Regions from separate parts of the Anas platyrhynchos genome. Here region 1 is linked to region 2. A link is a contact called in public Hi-C data. All regions are on one chromosome and are shown on one strand. Each heading gives the region's core, a stretch centred on a gene start, on an enhancer-like site or on the middle of the called end of the contact. The rest is flanking DNA. Distances are from core to core; before and after follow the strand shown. Region 1 overlaps SLC4A4 (solute carrier family 4 member 4). Region 2 overlaps SLC4A4 (solute carrier family 4 member 4).

Region 1 (2,794 bases), core at 110-2,609, 48 kb after region 2:
ACATCCTCATTATTGTTATCGCAGCGCTTTGGAAACAAACCCCCAAAATAATTAAAAATAATGGCTTTCTATTTTCAGGGCCTAGATCTGAGCAAGTCATGCACTCCAACACAATATGCTTTAGTAAAAAAAATACAAACTGCTCAAGTAATTGGCCTCTCTGGGTACATAATTAGATCAATACCCAACGTTTCTTGAAACGACATTGTACATCAATAGGATTTAGAAAACGGTCTCACATAGCCAACCCAACACAGCATGCAATTCACACCTAAATTTGCAGGTCACTCAACTACAGCTCCCAGAAACAGCCTGCCTGACAAAGAAGAATGAACAAGACCAATTTAATACCTCAAAAGAGTTCCAGAATTTGGGATCTAGGGAGAAGTCAGTACAGATGGGCAAAAGTGAAGGGATTTAAGTAGCACAGAGCAGAAAGGAAGATGAAAAGCCTATTTGCCAGCTATTCCACAATGAGCAGAGCACTCCCTAAGAAACGAGCACCTAAGTTTGCCTCTCATATGTGCTCATGTGTGTGATCCAGGACCACTTTTGAGGTGAAAACTTCTCAAATGCTCCGTGTTAGCAGAGCAAACCTGACTTGGCTTCCAAAGGAAACAACTGTGGCTCACAACCAAATTACTTAAGTTTACTGTTTTCTTTTTAACCTACCACAAAACTCCTCGATTCCTTCCCCTTGGCTATGCTTATCTTGCAGCCTCTGTTTTTGTCATCACATTATAAATCTTTCCTGCAGGTCCCCTTGTTATAGCACCAAACACTTGCAACATCTTCAAAGCGGTGTAAGGTAGCAAGTAACCTTAGCTTTATTGTCCCCAGCCATTACTGAGATGAGATAACTCAGGCCTTATTTGCATAGACGTAGCAAGGCTCTGGGTTTATTTTGAGATCGTTATGTGAAAGCCACCAGCCTTGCGAGGAAAAATAATGCCATGACTCTGCTTTGTGCTCTTCCCACTGCTTCTCATGTTTTAGGTGTACCTAATAGAAGTCACTGCTGAGTCTACAGCACTAGAAGCAGTCTCTAAACAAACAAAAATAAGGAGAAAAAAAGAAAAAAAAAAAAAACACACAACCTACAGATGGTCTGATTAAAGTTTGTTTCTGCACAAAAACCTGCATTTGGAAGCCTATGAAAACTTCCTCACAGCACTTGGAAATGTTCAGGGTGCAGAAGGGTCCTCTCTTACCAACACGAGAGCCTTCAGTGGGACGGCAGAGCCTTCTGCACCAGCGAGCTGCAGAAAAACCGCTTTTCTCCCCCAAACGCCGCCGAGCTAAGCAGATGGAGTGCTGCCACCTTTCGGCCACGCGGTCTTCGCACAGCAGCAGGGACCAAGCCAAGCTCCTGCGAGCTTGAACAAGCTGTAGGGACAGAGACCATCGGCACCTTCCCGCTGTCATCATCACTCGCACTTTTTATAACTTCACGATTTATGACATGGGAAGAGTAAATGTCACGTTTGGCTGAAAGAAAGCAGCACGGCTGATGTGGCAACGCTAGCTGTTGTGCAGAGATAATAACTCGCCCAAGTGAATAATACGTAACAAAGCCAGAGAGTAAGAAATGAGAGTTATTACTTGCTGATAAGTTTTTACGATCTGGTCCGTTTCAAACACGTTTTGCAATCAGGAAGAAACCAGAGCAAACTCTGGACTGCTTAAAGGAAAAAGCGAGCCAGCTCTGTAACTGGAACGGATAGCAAAACACATAACCCATGTGAAAGGCACATTTAAAGAGCAATCCTTTTGCAATAAGCCAGGGTACAGAGCACGTAAAGGGCTTCAGGGAGAAGAGAGGCTTGTTACCGTCGGGTCACACAGCCATAGCGTTGGCTGTCCAAACCAGAAGCCCTGATGGCAGGGCTCTGATGGGGCTCAGAGCAGCCCTGCTGATGGAAACACGCCTCCCCAGCACTGCAGCTCTTGCTCCTCATTGCAGCTCGCATGCAGGTGTGTAGAAGCTGTGGACATTCATGGGCAAGGCAAGTGAAATGGGATTTCACGAGCACACACAATCAAACAGCGCCTGGCACCTGCCATTATTTATCCACCAGGTTTTTCTTCCCCAGAAAATTGCCATCCGTACAATGATGCGGGAGTACTGGGGATGGGGAACACCGGGCAAGAAAAAAAAAAAAAGACAAAAACAAGTAAAGTACCAGGCATTGCTTGCTAAGCTGTTAGGCAGGTCTCACAGTTCTGCAAGGATTACACTCAAATCTCCACATACACAACTATCTCCACACCCCTTTTAATTCCCAAACACAGAAGGGAGATTCTGTCCATCACAGAGCCCTTTTTTCCTCTTAGGAGCGAAAAGAAGCCAGGTTTCAGCTGAGGAGCCTCAGTATCTCCCAGCAGAAGAGACACCTGCCATTGACAGCTTGATCTGTTTGGACACTCCAAGAGCCACTACAGAGCACTCCTCTAGCTCTGTGATTCCTCGGCGTTGCTAGGAGCAGTCAGAGAGCCACAGGCACATACCCATAGGCTGCACTTTTGCTACTAGAGATCACGACCAGAGCGCCTGGAGAGAAACATGATGTGGCTCATGAGAAAAAGCCACGGATCCAGCCACAGCACCACTCTGCACTGCTCATGATGAGGTTTAAAAGGCCTGCTCATGACAACCAAGCTGGCATTCAGCCCAAAAGAGGCAGGCCTGCCACCACCAAAACTACTTTGGATGAACAGCATCAGTAAACCTTCAGCAGCAAGTGGAACAACACCGGTGTCAACCAGACCTGGAGGCTCACACACACAGGACCTG
Region 2 (2,802 bases), core at 99-2,598:
CTTCGTATGCTTATAAGACCTGTATTGAAAAAAAAAAACAACAACAAGAACAAAACCCAAACTACACACAAGTACATGGGTAGGTTCTTCCATTCCTACATGGGAAGATCCGTCACAGCGCAAGCACATGGGCTGCATAGCTGCACAGTCAGATCACATCCTTATAATAAAGGACTACAACTTCTGTCCCCTTTCTACTGGATGAAATGTGAGGAATTCTCCTGGCACGCCCCAGTGACAAATGCCTGGAGTGCCAGGAGGAATCTCAGCAGTATCGGTCTGTGAGCTACCAGCCACCATCTCTTCTTAGGCATGGAAAGCTACGAGGCATTCTTGGTGTTAGTAGTTAGCTCCAAGTCAACTCCTCTCAAATCCAAAGAAAGGGGCAGACCTCTGCAGCCACAAAGCATACGTGGTTTTTGCTACAGAGGCCACATATTTCTCCACTGACGTCCCAAGCACTACATCCTGTTCAGCTAAACTGGAAAGTCACTTGAGATGTCACTGAAGTAAAGCACCAAACCATTACTTCTTCAAGACAGTGATGCAGAATTTATTCATAGCTTTGTCAAAACATTTCCCTTGAAATGTCTTCTTAATAAACTGATTTAAAAACTAACAACTGATATTAAGACCTGCACTCTCCTGTAATCTACCAAGAACATTATGAGTTGTAAGGCAGCGCTGAACCAAGAACAGAAAATATGTTTGATTCCAAAGACTAGGGCAAGTCAGATTGCTGAATCCAAGTGAGAATCACTAGCTAGGCATCTCAGCCAAAACTGTGCAAATGTGCTCACCTCATTTCTGACATGGGTATCTCCTTCCATAGTGCAGAAATAATATTACTGGCAGTTTAATTTTCTGAATTATCCAACTCATTAAAGAAATTAAATGGAAAGTGACAAAACAGGAGAGCTTTTATTTTTCTTCTGAGTTCTGAGCTAAAAAAGAAAGGGTAAGAAGATGAGATCTAAGAAGAACAGAAAACTCCACCAGCTCGCTAAGTCAAATAACACTTTCCTTGATTCCTAATTTGATTTTAATTGGAAAATAAACAAACAAAACAAAAAGCAATACTCATCAGGTAGTTCAATAATACAATTAAGCGAGGCCTTCCTAGCATATTTTGAACTGAATTTGAATTTCCATCCATGCAGAATTTGACAAAGATCATACAGAATAGTACTCCCCTGAACCTCCAGCCATACACCAGCAAAACAATCCAAACTGGACATCTGACATCTATGTGTCACATTTTTCCACGCAGTGTACAGGCTCCTATGAGAGCCAAAGCTGATGTAGCCAGCAGAAGCAGTAGGGCTGAGGGAGCAATTCGTCTGAGCAGCCAGAAGGTGTCTACTTCAGGGTGTGCTGAATCACTCTCCAGGCTTGACTGTGCAAGTTAGCTGCATCTTCAGTGGCCATAATGGGAGTTTATAAGTGCCCACATTGTACGTCAACACCCACACAGAGAGGCCTAAATTTAGGTGTTTGTGTTCTGCCTCTAGTAAATGAAAAGTGCATTAGTTGCTACTTTCTAATGCACAAAAATTAACACGCTGAATAACTGTAGCTTGGAAAAAAATCTTTGGAAGCGTGACTTGGCTTCCAGAATGGAATGATAAATTCAACATGAAAGGAACATTAACAGCAAATTACTTGTTGAGAATCAACTTTCCTTTAAGAAATATAAAAAGTAGATAACCAGATTAAAATCCACTATTTAAATTAAAGTTTCCTACTCACTGATTCAAATCCCTGTGACACAAGGATTCTTTTTTTTAAAGCAAACCGTGCTCCCTGATGAACTGTGTCATACATTACTTCAGCTACTGACTTAAAAAGCCGGAGTAAGAGACACTTTTCTGTGACTCTAAGAGGAATGAAACATTACCCCAATCAACAAGGGAGGGAGCAGTCCAAAACCGAGAGGCGGCAGTGAGGCTGCAGAGCAGAAGGGAATTCACTGAAATGCACAATACACATGCCAAGACACACGTGCGTTCATCTCAAGCATTTCAGAGTGCAGAACTTCAACAGTTTGATTTGCGTATGCAAATACAGAGAGAAGGGACTTTTTCCCCCTTTTTTTTTTAAGAAAAAAAGAAAAAAGCTTGGTTTTAAAACCTATTGAACTTTTTAAAGAGATGGGGAAATTATGTTCAGAAATATGCAGCTGATTTTCAGAAGCTATGAAATACAATTCCTCTCCTCCCCCTGCCCCTCAGTTCAAAGTATTTGCTTAAAGCTATATGTAAAACCAAGCCCCTGCACAGGCAGAGGAATTTCCTCATTTCCCCAATCCTCTAATCCAAAGTGCTATGCAAACTTCACCAGCGTTGCAACTAAGAGCAACGTGAATGTATGCCATTTAAATCACCTTTCCAGGAGCCACCATCACCGTATCTTGTTATGTCACTTATGCTGAAGGAGTTTGGAAGAAGGAACACGAACTTGTCAGGGGACTTCATTTATTTCAGAGTGAGCACAGGATGTACGAGGCAGAGGAGCTGCTTGGTGCCACAAACAACTTGACAGACCTTTGTACAACAGTTCCTTAAGAAAAAGGGTCGCCTATGAACTTGAACATGGTCCCCTGCGAAGGGTTCCACTGAGCTGTACTGAGGAAATGATACGAGTCCTCTGCTGCCTTCTAGAAGGTGCTTTTAAAAGATGAGTTCAAAGAATTTTAGAACCTTGACTGTTGCAGCAGCATACGTGAAGTCAAACTGAGGACAGCACATGTGCTCATCTATCAACATCAATCTGTTTTCTTCCCCTGAGTTTTTAGTAAATGGA

Evidence for each region. A called contact is a pair of places that touch in the nucleus more often than the background predicts.
Region 1: a Hi-C map of skeletal muscle shows a contact between it and region 2, with 3 times the contacts expected there. The contact joins two enhancer-like sites. A contact is called at or near these places in 2 of 8 Hi-C or Micro-C datasets (skeletal muscle and subcutaneous adipose tissue).

Annotation. Positions count from the first base shown.
Region 1 is chr4:18,411,307-18,414,100 of IASCAAS_PekinDuck_T2T, forward strand. All of the region lies in intron 2 of SLC4A4 (solute carrier family 4 member 4), which reads right to left. Among named protein-coding and RNA genes, the nearest start is that of SLC4A4, 60 kb to the right of the region's middle. Within about 2 kb of position 1,360, at least 1 of the 8 cell types and tissues checked has an H3K27ac peak or open chromatin away from gene starts, as enhancers often do.
Region 2 is chr4:18,363,438-18,366,239 of IASCAAS_PekinDuck_T2T, forward strand. All of the region lies in intron 4 of SLC4A4 (solute carrier family 4 member 4), which reads right to left. LOC119716933 (a long non-coding RNA gene) reads left to right here. Exons shown (of 3, transcript XR_005265760.2): 3 at 1-513. Among named protein-coding and RNA genes, the nearest start is that of SLC4A4, 110 kb to the right of the region's middle. Within about 2 kb of position 1,349, at least 2 of the 8 cell types and tissues checked have an H3K27ac peak or open chromatin away from gene starts, as enhancers often do.